Linked DNA regions of Pan troglodytes: region 2 is linked to region 1. A link is a contact called in public HiChIP or PLAC-seq data. All regions are on one chromosome and are shown on one strand. Each heading gives the region's core, a stretch centred on a gene start, on an enhancer-like site or on the middle of the called end of the contact. The rest is flanking DNA. Distances are from core to core; before and after follow the strand shown. Region 1 holds the start of COX10 (cytochrome c oxidase assembly factor heme A:farnesyltransferase COX10). Region 2 holds the start of HS3ST3A1 (heparan sulfate-glucosamine 3-sulfotransferase 3A1).

Region 1 (6,877 bases), core at 1,188-3,687:
GACAAATAGCTAAAAAATGCTGACATTTTTTATTTTATTTTTTATTTTTTGAGATGGAGTCTCACTCTGTCACCCAGGCTGGAGTGCAGTGGCACGATCTTGGCTCACTACAACCTCTGCCACCTGGGTTCAAGCGATTCCCCTGCCTCAGCCTCCCAAGTAACTGGGATTTCAGGTGCACACCATTGCACTTGGCTAATTTTTTTTTTTTTCTTTTGGTATTTTTAGTAGAGAAGGCATTTTACCATGTTGACCAGGCTGGTGTTGAACTCCTGACCTCAAGTGGTCCACCTGCCTTGGCCTCCCAAAGTTCTGGGATTACAGGTGTAAGCCACTGCGCCCAGCCAGTGATGACAGTTTTTAAATGGCTGTAAAATACTTAGAACTTTTAGAAGCAAAATCAGGCATGATACTACTCGATCACTAACACTGTCCCAGTTTACCTTCTCTGCCACCTTGTCCCACCATGCTGCTTCCCCATCAAGCTCTCTTAGTAGATCTTCCAAATGGATCACAGGAAGTTATACAGACCACTTACTAGCAGAGTTTTTGGCAATCATGTTCACAGCTTCAGGGAGTAAGCTGTCTATTAATTCCTTCCATACCACCACTGCAAAGACTGATGCAGCAACAAACCATATGGGCCACATGCAGCCCACCTACTGGAACTGGGCAATTCACAGTAGTCAAGCAGAATTGTCCTATAGCTGACAATATAGAATGGAAAGGCAGAAAAACAGCTAATCTGAAGGATGCATGCTGGAAAAACCTCCATACAGAGAAGATATTTGAAGCAACAGAAAAGGATGAGTTCTCTGAGAATGAGTGCCCAGGATCAGGATCAAAGAACATTCACAGTCAGGGATGGTAGAATGTAACAAAGAAGTGATTCAAAAAAGAATCACAGGACTTTAAAAAACAACAAACAACAACTTTTCATTATGGAAAATCACAGCCATGTGTAAAAGCAGAAGAGTACCATGAGCCGCCATTACTTATCCCCAAGCTTCAACAATTACCAGACCCTAGCCAATCCTGTTTCATCTATTCTACCTCTCCACTTTACAAACCAAACAGGACCTTTGAGATCACCTACTTCAATTACGTCATTTTATAGATGAGTAAACTCAATTCCAGAAAAGTCAAATGAATTGCCCTGGAATCACACAGACCAGAAGACAGCCATAAAATAACTTTACGAAAAAGAACGAAGAACGCAATTTCATGGAGTCACAGTGTCAACATCACCAGATGGTGCAGAGAGCTTGTGTGTGGTAGGTGACAACTGAAAAATGTTTCTGGGATGTGATCAAAAGGCAGTCCCTGGCTTCTCTTATCTGGCCTCTAATATGCACCACCGGCATCACATTCCTCACACACCCATTAGTTAATCATCTAACGTCCTCTTTAAGATCTCCATGGGGACAAATTGCATCCATCCACAAATAACTATTGGGAGCAAACAATGTACACTAAGTACTGTTCTGGGCACTGGAAACACAGATGGACACTGTCCCTGCCATCACAAGGTTTATATTCTAGTTGGGAAAAACAAATAATAAACGAGTATATAAATAAACAAGTATAGACTGTGCTAACCATAATGAAAGAAATAAATGGAATGATGTGAAAAGAAAGAAGTAGGGGGCCCTAGTTTATATAGGGTGGTCTCTATAAAGGCCTCTCTGAAAAGGTGACATTTGAGATGAGCCATTACCAAGAGTCAAGGAAGAACATTCCAGCTCCAATATACATTTGTCATTAGTTTCTTCGAGTGAAAGGATATTAAAGACCATTCTGGCGGTACAGAGACAAAAGTCTGATGGAGACTACACTCCGCTGTCTGCAACTGTCATTATCATCACCGTTGTCATCATGACCCTTTATATTGGAACAAGGCTTCTGAGTGGAAGCAAAGCACCTTCCTTGTCATTGCAAGCCAGTGGCTAGAAGCTGAGGCTCTGATAAGGAGGACTGTGGAACCCCAAGGTTCTGCTCTGCCCTCTCCTCCAGCTTCCGCTATCTGAAAACCTAAAGAAGCAGGAAGACACCGCTCTTCCGCAGAAGCCGGATGGAGGAGGCTGTGTGGACCACTAAAGCCACAGTGCAAGACTGGACCCTAGCTCCGTGGCCTCTTCACTCCAAGCTACTCCAGAGGTCATTTCCCCCACCACACCGGTGGCCGGCCAACCTCGCCAAGGGCTCCCCAAGGTTGCAGCCAGCCGGAACCACGGCCTCGCACGTGGTAATAAGAGAAGAATTTCCCCCAAGGTCGTGCCCAAGGCGGGTACAGTACCTGTCAGGAGGCGTGAGGAGAGAGTGTGCGGAGATGCGGCCATAATTTACGAGTCTGGGGCCGCTCCCCGGGATCCCTGTGTCCTCTCTCCTCACGGGACGCTGGGCGCCGCCATCTTCCTTCCCCGCCCCCCTGTGGGAGTAGTTCCGGGCCGTCACTTCCGGCGGGCGGGCTCGGAAAGGAGAGCGTGGTGTCTGGAGGTGATCGGAAGGGACTGGCTGGAGTGTGGCGGGCTGACAGGTCTGAGGCCTGAAGGACTTCCGGGAACCGCAAAGCACGGTGTGCCTCCGTTGTCCTGATGAAAAAGCCGCGCGCGGACGACTGGCCGGCCCACGCTTGCAGCTCCCAGAAGTTGACAGGCATCCTCCGGTGACCGGGTGAGGTGGGCAGGGTTGGGCCGCAGAGTCCTCCCGGCCAATTTAAAGTTACAGCGGCCAGGCGCTGTGGCTCACGCCTGCAATCCCAGTGCTTAGGGAGACCGAGGCAGGAGGATCGCTTGATCCTGGGAACTCGAGACCAGCCTGGGCAACAAAGCGAGACCCCGCCTCTACAAAAAATGTAAAATTAGCCAGGTGTGGTGGCGCGTGCCTGTGGTCTCAGCTACTCAGGAGGCTGAGGCGGGAGGATCGCTTGAGCCTGGGAGGTCGAGGTTGCAGTGATTGCGCCACTGCACTGCAGTCTGGACGACACAGTGAGATCCTGTCTCTAAAAATAAATTTTAAAATAAAAATAAAGTTAAAATTAGAACACTTCCCGGTGACAGGAGCATCATGAGGAAATGGTTCTCGTGGGGATGCTTCCACCTCCACGTCTAATCAATTACACTTTACCATAGTCTCTATCAAATGGGAGCCCAGAGGAACTCCGGGTTACTTGTTTCTGAGCCACACTAAAGGAACTGAATCATCCAGATATCTCCAGATTGCATGTAGAGGTTCAGATTTGGTGGTCTGGAGTGAAATCCGTATTCTAGTTCTGGCCTTGTGACCTTGTTGGAGCAAATTACCTAAGTCCTCTGAACCTCAGTTATCTAGCAATACAATGGAGTAATAATGGTACATCTTTTATAAGAGGTTGAGAGAATTAGATAAATGTGTTTCATGGGTAGCCAGACACCTACTAGGTACAGGCACTAATAGATTATTACCTGTGTTATCATAAGTGTTGTGATTACCGGGGTAGATCTCAGCATCCCCCAACCCCTCGATCTTCTTTTCAGATTGGGGTTCCACTAGTAAAAAGTAGATTGAAGAAAAGATTCCGCTTTTGAAAAAGAAGAGAAAAAATAGGTAATTGGGTTCTAAAAAGGCCATTTTTTCCTGTGTTTTCAATGATGAGAGGATAGCCGTTTTGGTTCACCTCAACTAACATTGCTAGGCACAGGGGACGCTGAAGAGATTAAGACACCCCCCGCCCGATTCTGTAGGAGCTTAACACTAGACCAATGAGGGGACAAGAGGCTGTCGATTGTCACTATCAGTGTGATAGGAGTAGTATACAAAGTGCTGCAGAAACCCTGATGAGGTAACATTTCTGTGCAGTTGGTTTAAGGAAAGCTTCAGAGATCTAAACTTGGTGCTCTGGAAGGAACAGTAAGATTTTTACAGCATACACAATGAGAACACTTGGACACAGGAAGGGGAACATCACACACACTGGGGCCTGTTGTGGGGTGGGGGGAGGGGGAGGGATAGCATTAGGAGATATACCTAATGTAAATGACGAGTTAATGGGTACAGCACACCAACATGGCACATGTATACATATGTAACAAACCTGCACGTTGTGCCCATGTACCCTAGATCTTAAAGTAAAAAAAAAAAAAAAGATTTTTACAGCATAAAAGAAAGGGAAAGGACACTCCATAAAGAGGAAAATAGCATTAAGTACTACGTTAAAAGTTTTTGAACTCTTTATAATTTTCCGTGTGCTTTTATAAACACTTGTTGTTTAAACCTAGAGCAAAAGTTAGCCTCTCTAAGTCTGGCACATTAAGGCCCAAAGAGTTTTAAGTAATCTGCTCAAAGTTACCTAGCTGTTGAGTGCCGGAACCAAGACCTGAGTCCCTGAAACCTGTGAGAGTGTTATTTTCACCATGCCATAAGGCGTTACTCACCTAAGCATCTTGAAGAGTCATAACTTCTGTGATTTATAAAACTTAGTGTTTTTCACCTTGGCAGCCTATCAGAATCAAATGTAGGACTTTAAAAAATTATAGATGTCTAAGCCACCTCTAGACCCACTGAATCTGAAGAGGTGTATGATAGATGTAGAGAGACCTGTAATTTTCTCTTTAAAGCACCGCTGGTGATAATGATATACAGAACTGAGAATACTGGATTCCAGCTTTTACTTCACAACACAACCATGTCTAAAAGGTTGATTAACATGAATGTTATATTTCACTAACTCCCAAGTTCTCTAGGCTTATGATAGGCAAGGGGTTTAATAGACATGCACCTTCTTGACCAACAGATATTTCCTTTGTTTTAAATTTTTTTCCAAAAATGGGCACAAGGTAAGGCCAAGTACACAAATGAATGCATAGGTTTTTATTTATTTGTAGAAATTAGAGGCCAGGCGTGGTGGCTCATGCCTATAATCCCAGCACTTTGGGAGGCCAGTGTGGGCTCATCACCTGAGATCAGGGGTTTGAGACCATCCTGGCCAACATGGCAAAACCCTGTCTCTGCTGAAAATACAAAACTTAGCTGGCCGTGGTGGTGAGCACCTGTAATCCCAGCTACCCTGGAGGCTGAGGCAGGAGAATTGCTTGAACCCGGGAGGCGGAGGTTGCAGTGAGCTGAGATCGTGCCCCTGCACTCCAGCCTGGGTGACAAAGCAAGACTCCATCTCAAAAAAAAAAAAAATTAGAGTAAATGTTTTATGGAAGAAATGACTCAGAGATAACACATTCTGGCTTTACTGGCCAGGAAATGCACTTATGTATCTACTATTTATAGTAAAGTTAGCCTAGGCCATCATACTCTCCAGAAAAGTAATCCTTTGGAGATACTTCTGGAATGAAGAAGGTTCCATGGCCATATACATTGACTTGGCCATGAGTAGCTGCAAGGGAAGCAAGGAAAGCTGAAAACAGGGTTGCAATGATTTCGTTAGGCCAGTCTCAATTCATCACTGTGGACCTAGCCATATTGCTGTCTCAAATCAGATTAACGTTAAACCAAGGTAGAAGTGGGGAATAGATTTTGGATGAGTAACTGAAAGAGTATCACAACTGTTTGACCCACAGCTTTCCAAACATTTTGAACACAACCCATTTTATGAAATACCATTAAAACGGGAAATAGGACTTTTAGAGATAGGCCTCAGAAATCCATATAGCTCTCTACCTTTTCATTTCTAGATTTGTAAATCCAGGTCCAGAGAGGTTAAGTGATGTACTCTGTGACAGAACATTGACGCTAGACATCCAAGTCAGCATTTTTTCCATTTCATTATATTGTCTTTTTTTTTTTTGTCCCTCAGTCTAACTGTAGCATCTTCATTAATGAAATAGTATAGGGCTCTACAATTAGATATGGTATTTATTTGACTTTGCATTTCACATTTCAAGCAAAATATATTTCACAAGCTATGTTTAGTATCACTTGTGGAAAGAGATATAAATAATCAAAAGCATTATTTTTTAACTAAAATATTAAATGTAAATAATTGAAAGCATTATTTTTAGCTAAAAGCATTATATATATTATTCCATAATTACAGAAAGTTGAGTTATATCATTCAATTGTGTGTTAATATGGTTGTTACCACTCACTTATGTTTTTTCTTTTTTTGTTTTTGTTTTTGAGACAGGGTCTCACTCTGTCACCTGTGTGGGAGTGCAGTGGTGTGATTATAGCTCACTGCAGCCTTAACCTCCCAGGCTCAGTTAATCCTCCTGCTTCAGCCTCCTAAGTAACTGGGACTATAAGCACATACCAGCATGCCTGGCTAAGTTTTTAATTTTTTGTAGAGACAGGGGTCTCACTGTGTTGCCAAGGCTGATCTTGAACTCCTGGGCTTAAGCTATCCTTCTGCCTCAGCCTTTCAAAGTGCTGTGATTATAGGCGTGAGCCACTGTGCTCAGCCTGCTTATATATTTTTAAATAGTGTTCGTAAAGCTTTGTACCTTGTTTCTTAAAATTAATATTTAAAAAGCTTGAGAACCTAGAAAATGGAAACTAACCTATACTCTAGTTCCATCTTGTCCTGTAGGTTGGCTGCTCCTTTGCTTTCAAATAGGATTTCTTCTCAGAAAGTCTACATGTACTGAATAAAATCTGCAATTTATACCATATCACATGACTTCGAAGTAAATGCTAACTTTTTCTAAGCCTTGCTGAATTTCCCACAATAGATAAAGACCCAGCTTTCTCTAGGAGCTAGAAGGAGAAAAAAATCCCAACCTAGTATGCAGGATGTAACCAGTTGACCCAGAACTATGTATTTGAAAACAATAGATTTCAAAACCTAAGGGTAGGCTAATGATTTGAATAGACTTTCTCCCAAGCAGACTTACAAATGCCAAGAAGCATGAGGGAAAAAAAACCTTAACATCATTAGTCATTAGGGAAA
Region 2 (6,877 bases), core at 2,630-5,129, 470 kb after region 1:
ACAAAGTCTATTGCGCTCTTTGGTATTTTGGTAGGCATTTATTTCCCCATTAAAGAACCATAATAATCAACAGCTCCAACTTGTTTCCATTCTAGTGTAAGCATCTAAGTGGATGTAAGAAGACATGTTCTAAAAGGCTATGTAGCGTGACTGTACCTAATTTTATGATGAGACTTTAATCACCCTTCTTGATTTTCGTCACGATTAAACATAATGCCACATACCTATCCCCTATTGTCTTATCAAGAACATTTCTTTCCCTGATTCCTTTCCTAAGAGGTGCCTTGGACAGGCTGTGTGTCACCACGAAAGCTTGCTGCCACTCTCAAGGGCCTCTTCTATGGACTTTTTCCCTCCTGGTTTTGGTAGCCCTTCCTTTCCCTCATTCTTTCAGACATAAGGGTAGTGACAGCGCCAGTGCTACTAGCTTAGGGTTGTTGTCTTTTCTAGTCCTTTATAAACAGATCTTTTGTAAATAAACCCTCCATGCATTATCCTAATTTGAATGTGCTGTCTGATTCCTGTTAAGACCCTGACAGATTCACCCCTCCCACCAAAACAACATCCCCATTTGTGCTGTCTTACTAGGGTAACCACCAGCCACCTAGGGGTATTGAGCATTTGAAATGCGGCTAGTCCCAACTGAGATGTGCAGAAGTGTAACATTCACACTGTATGAAAAGAAAGAACATACATGACTTCAATCATTTTTATATTGACTACATGTTATAGTCACATTTTTGGATGTATGGGATATATCATGAAAAGATAACTTTCTCTGCTTCTTTTTTAACCTTTTGTAAGGTGCTAATATTTACTAGAAATTAGCCTGGGCAACATGGCAAAACCCCATCTCTACAAAAAACAACAACAAAAAATTAGCTAGGTGTAGTGGCACATGCCTGTAGTCCCAGCTACTCAGGAGGCTAAGGTGGGAAGATCACTTGAGCCCGGGAGGCAGAGGTTGCAGTGAGCCAAGATTGTGCCATTGCACTCCAGCCTGGGTGACAGTGAGACCCCATTTCAAAAAACACGGAAAAAAATTACTAGAAATTGAAAATTATCCATGCAGCTTTTATTTGTGGCTCACATTTTGCTTCTAAAGTGCAGAGCTGCCCTACATGTCATGCAAGTGATGGTGAGAACCATGTCTCCTACATCGAGCATCTTTAATACCCACGTAAAGGAAAGACCTGTGCTCAGAAAGTGAAAGACTAAACACATGCTATGATGTCATGTTGGAGCTAGAAGGGAACTTCGAGTCCATCATTTTCCAGTCCAGGAAACTGGGGCATGTTTATAAGCATTCACGGGACTGCATGCCTTCAAAACAACTTAAAAATGGTCTTTGTTTTGTTGTCTTCCTTCTGCAAATCTGACTGAAGTACTTAGGGAAAAAATGTGAAAACACAGGAAAGTTTAAGTTAGCATTAGATCTCAACTGGTTTGTCAATATCCAATTTTAGAACACAAAAGGACATTACAGCTTGGCAGGGCTTGTCCATCCTCGTAAATGCCCAGCGCTTTATGGCATCAGAATCTAAAAAGCTCTTCACTGGTTGTCGAATCAGTTGGGATTGGTAGTTCATAAACATAAAACCATAAACCATATCCAGCAGTGAGTATTTATCTAGCAGGGCACAAATTCATGGATCCATGCAAGCCCAGAGTTAGAACCACTAGGTGCCCCTTGGAAGCTGAAAAAGTGGAAGCTGACTTCCACTTCCGTGGTCAAATAGAGCACAGAAAGGCTGCGAAGTTCCTGCATGGGGACGCAGAAATGCCTGGTAAGTTTCCTGCACCGTGGACCTTGAGCCTGCGGTGGGCCCTTGTTAGCACCCGCAGAGGTCCCAGAAAGCTGCCTCCACAGCTTGCAGGGGCTGGTAAGAAGCTCCCAAGCTGCCGCCCACATGGTGAGGCATCCCGTGGAGGCAAGGAAGCCAAAAAATAAGGAACAAATAGGATTAGAACAAAAAACCACCTCATGCAGCTTCCACGGGCCACCTCCCTCCATTAGACAGCAAGGCGGTTTGTATCCCTTCCTGACCTGCTCTCCGGGGAGCGCACGAAGAGGATATAGGGTCAGGGGAGGCAAGGGAAAGAGGAAACCGCAGTTTATGAAAGGACATTTAACCCCTTTGCGAGCGTGCATGCGCGCGCGCACACACACACACACAAAAGTACAAACAACATTAAGGAAATACACACTACATTAAAAATTGGGCATAGGGACTTGGAATCGGAGTTGAATTTTTTTTTTTATTTTAATTTTGCCTTTGATTTATGCATTGGGTTTTTTTTTTTTTTTTTCGTAAGAGGTTGTTCCTTTCTAGGCCCTGGAGGACTGTATCATCTTATACAAATCCAAGGGAAAACAATCAAAATAAGAAAAGAAAAGAAAACAAACAAACAAAAAACAGACTGATGGGAGAAAGAGCTTTGCTCCAAGACCCGCAGCAGACAGTTGAGTAGGTAGAAGTCCAAGCTGCTGCAGAGGAATTCGGTTTGCTCCAGACAAACGGGGGCGTGGCGCGCAGCGCAGTACTGGGAACTGCTGCAAACAAAACTTCCAAGGGGACGAGGAGTAGGTTCCAGGCGATGGAAAGCAGTGGGATGGGGAAGGATAGGGCAACAGTGCCAAGAGGGGAGCAGAGCGCGGGGAACCTGGAGAGGGTCAGGGCTGCGGAGGGCTGAGCTGCGGTGGAGAGCTCTGGAGCCCCTCACCAAGCTAGTGGCGTCTTGGGTGGAAGTCAGGCCCCCAGAGATCCGGCCGGCCTTAGCTGTCACTCAGGCAACCCCGGAGCCGCCGCAGACACCGGATCCACTGGAAGGGGGCGAAGCCGCGGGGAGGAATGGGGGACACTGGGGAAGGGGCGTCGCCCCTGCCGCCCCCGCCCTCTCCAGTGCCATTGGGCGGCTGCTGCGGAGCCCGCGCCACCTTTTCTCCATCCCACCCCGTCCGTCTGGCCCCGCCTGGCCGCTGGTCCGCGCCCCGCTGCGCTCGTCCGGGGGCTGGTCCGGCCTGGGCCGTTGACGTCACCAGCAAGTTTGCTGCCCTCGGCGTCCCACGTGTGGCGGCGGCAGCGGCGGCCCAGGAGGCAGCCGGTGAGCGCCTGCGAGCAGAGTGGCGGGGGCCGCTGACAGGTCCCGCGCAGCCCAGCCCAGCCCAGCCACGCGGCTCACAGGTGGGGTCCAAGAGCAATTTGGAGCAACCCGGCGCTACGGAGAGGGGTGGACGGCTCTGCACGGGCCTCCTGTCTCCCGCTCGGGCAGAGGGACTCGGGGGGACCTCGCTCCTTGGCCGAGAGAACCTGAACTCGGGCGGAGAGAACGCGCCCAGGCGGGCAAGGGGACCAGAGAAAGCCGGGGCTGGAAGTCACTGTCGCTCGCCACTGTCTGGAGCGCACGGAGCGCAGAGGCCCGGCAGCCGCGCGTGCCCTCACGGGGACCGAGCCAGTGATGCAGGATCGCTGAGCGGAGATCCGCGCCGAGAAGTCTCTCGGGGCCGGGGCTGAGACGCACGCCTTCGACACCGCTGCCAAGACCCCGATTCCGGCTACTCTTGCGGGGAACCGAGGGGCCAAGGCTGCCCCAAGCTCAGGACTTGGGCGAGTCTAAGACGATGGTTTCTTAAGCACGGACCCGCGTTCCCCTTCCCGCCCCCTCGACTGGAGGCAGGGATCCTGCGCGGGGCCCCCGGGATTCCGTTTCCCCGCGGAGCCCCGGCCGCTGCCTCCCGGGACAGTTCGCACGGCCACAGGGGCGCACGGCGATGTGGCCTCCGTCCAGCGCGCTGGCCCGCCGGGGGGATGCTCTGGCACCAGTCGGGGTCCAGGCCTAGCATGGCCGGCGCGTTGCCCGACGTCGCCTCCGGCTAGGATGGCCCCTCCGGGCCCGGCCAGTGCCCTCTCCACCTCGTCCGAGCCGCTGTCCCGCAGCATCTTCCGGAAGTTCTTGCTGATGCTCTGCTCCCTGCTCACGTCCCTTTACGTCTTCTACTGCCTGGCCGAGCGCTGCCAGACCCTGTCCGGCCCCGTCGTGGGGCTGTCCGGCGGCGGCGAGGAGGCGGGGGCCCCTGGTGGCGGCGTCCTGGCCGGAGGCCCGAGGGAGCTGGCGGTGTGGCCGGCGGCGGCACAGAGAAAGCGCCTCCTGCAACTGCCGCAGTGGCGGAGGCGCCGGCCGCCCGCGCCCCGCGACGACGGCGAGGAGGCGGCCTGGGAAGAAGAGTCCCCTGGCCTGTCAGGGGGTCCGGGCGGCTCCGGGGCCGGAAGCACCGTGGCCGAGGCCCCGCCGGGGACCCTGGCGCTGCTCCTGGACGAAGGCAGCAAGCAGCTGCCGCAGGCCATCATCATCGGAGTGAAGAAGGGCGGCACGCGGGCGCTGCTGGAGTTCCTGCGCGTGCACCCCGACGTGCGCGCCGTGGGCGCCGAGCCCCACTTCTTCGACCGCAGCTACGACAAGGGCCTCGCCTGGTACCGGTGAGCGGGGCGGGCCAGGGCTGGGGCTGAAGGATCCGGGGGTCCTGGGCTGGGAAAGACGTGGAGGAGCCCTCGGTGACCCCCAGTTCGCCCTCCTCCCCACTTCATGCAGAAGGCGAAGGGTCGTCAAGGGTCTTTCTTCCCTCTCCGCCTTCTCCTTCCTGGGAAGTGGATGTTGAAGGAGAGAGTGGGAGGGAAATTCTGGCCTTCATAATTTTCATCCTTGGGAATCCCTTGCCAGTAAATAGCCAGTATGGTCTCTTTCTCCTGCTCTGCGAAAGTATTCATGTATTTAACTAAAGGAAAAAAAAAGTCTCTTCTAAATTAGAAACCTGTTCAACAATTAATAGATTGCCTTCTCCTTCCCAAGGAAGCCCGTTTTCATTCTTTATCTTTTGGAAAGTTCTTTGTGGTTAACACAGTCTTTACCATCAGGTGTTTATTTACCTTGACCTTTTGCCAGATAGTTGTCCTAGGTGGGAAGTAATATAGAGACTTAGTAAAAGTGTCAAGAACCAGAGAATCTGGGTAGTTTGGAAAATATATGTCTGTCTGAGCAAGGGAAAGCAACCAGGCTCTGTATTTTAAAGGACGCTTGGCAATAACTTTTGTTTGAGGGCAAGGAATGAGTTTTGTAAAGTGCTTTTGATATTTGCAGGGAAAAGTAACTTTTGTCTTTTGACTGACAGAAACTTTTCTAAAGATCTTCAATCCTCTTTACAAATAAGGTAGCCAATTAAAAGAAGAAGACAAAAGAGAGAAAAATACATTGGCACAACTTTGCCAATACAGTTTAGGAAATAAGTCTGGCTTAGATCTTAATCTTAAATTTGCCAGTCTCTTCAAATTCAGACCACCTTTAATAATAAAATCAGCCAGATTCTAATAAAGCTAGTGTTGCCTGGATTTTGTTTGCCATAATATATTGGCTTTTTTTTTTCTTTCTTCAAAGTACCAGTAAAAATTATGTTGCTAGAATTTTCCATTTTATAAAGTTTATCTTGTTCATAAAAGATGCATTCTCTTTGTTATTTTAACTGAAACAATGTTACAAAAATTACAACACAATTTAGGTATTTTCAAAAAGCCCATTAAATTAATCATTCATCCCCAACACAGAAATGGATATGATTTGACAAGTTTATTTACTTGAGGGGCTAATTGCAGTCTCAGATTGATTTCAGGAGCCGAATTTACAGTAAATCCACTCAGAGAGAAAAGATTTGGCCCTAAAAATAGAATTTGAACATTAAACACTTTTAAAACAGTAACTTTCCATTTGTTGGAAAGAAAAAACAAACAACCTTCCCTTAATATAGATGATATATCATTTAAAATCATCAGCCACTTAAAATATCCCCTTGTGTTTCTGTCATTTATGTTGTATCCTCTGGGAAGTTCTTATAAAAATGACCTGTCCAATCTGGAAACAACAGGTCCTTCTTTTTAGCACAAAGGCAGCTCTGTTTTTTCCATCAAGGACACGAGAAAGAAGTGATTAAAGACCCCTAAAACTCTTATCTATAGCAGTTTGCATTGAATTCAGCCTCGTACCGTGCTGTAAGCGAACACATTTCAAGCTGACTGTCTGAAACATCTAACACTACGTTGGGCTCTGAGGTGCTATTAAATATGGTGAAATATTTAGTACTAAAACCCTTTATTTTCCTTTTGCCATATAAACTTTATTTCCACAAAGTAGGATTGTTTCTTCTTATTCCAGAAATGAGTATTTGAGGGCACAGTGTATCTGCAGACCTGGATCTTATTTTCCGTGGACCTTTCTGAGCTCCTGTAAGGGGAGGAAGGTTTCAAGGTAACTAGAAACACAAGTATTTTTTTTAAAAAGAAAGAAAGAAAGAAAAAAAAGAGTCATAAACTTGTAGGCCACTCTTTCCTTTGGAAACTGAATGCATGCTATAAAGTAAATCTCTTCTTGGATTGTTTACTGCAGCAGAAGAGTTTTGTAAAGCAATTTATGGTGGTTACAAAAATAACTGCACAGTAGACTTCACGGTTTGGTGAATTTAATTTTCTAAGTGTTGGAGCAATGTCTTTGTTTTTCCATTTGCAGTGGTTTTTTATTGGATGCATAAATTTACGTTTAACTCAATTACATAGGAAACTTATTTAAAAAAAATCCAACCTGTGGAGCCTGGATTATGTGATTATTTAATGAAATTTCCCCACAGTTCTCTTTCATCTTGGCTCTGAACTTGGAGTTTGATGTTTGTGAGCAAGACTGAAGGCTCGTCTATGAAAAAAAAATCTCCCACCCAGAATGCCACTTAAATATTAAGTGCATTTTAGCTACTTATATTTAGCTAATAGTTTAGAACAGGGGATTCAGTTAGACCTGCATGAGTCAGCCCAAACTTTGCAATACAGGAGTTGTACCA

The links. HiChIP or PLAC-seq counts read pairs in DNA pulled down with a chosen protein or histone mark.
Region 2: a contact with region 1 is called in an H3K4me3 HiChIP or PLAC-seq map of stem cell-derived excitatory neurons, with 9 times the contacts expected there. The contact joins the promoter of HS3ST3A1 here to the promoter of COX10 in region 1. A contact is called at or near these places in 1 of 7 Hi-C or Micro-C datasets (stem cell-derived neural progenitor cells) and 1 of 1 datasets of contacts at active chromatin or transcription factors (stem cell-derived excitatory neurons).

Annotation. Positions count from the first base shown.
Region 1 is chr19:56,629,153-56,636,029 of NHGRI_mPanTro3-v2.0_pri, forward strand. It overlaps COX10 (cytochrome c oxidase assembly factor heme A:farnesyltransferase COX10), which reads right to left and starts at 2,438. Exons shown (of 7, transcript XM_024350477.3): 1 at 2,297-2,438. The coding sequence starts at 2,339. It overlaps LOC107969247 (a long non-coding RNA gene), which reads left to right and starts at 2,453. Exons shown (of 7, transcript XR_010153264.1): 1 at 2,453-2,673.
Region 2 is chr19:57,093,092-57,099,968 of NHGRI_mPanTro3-v2.0_pri, forward strand. HS3ST3A1 (heparan sulfate-glucosamine 3-sulfotransferase 3A1) reads left to right here and starts at 3,880. Exons shown (of 2, transcript XM_511827.8): 1 at 3,880-4,478. The coding sequence starts at 3,880.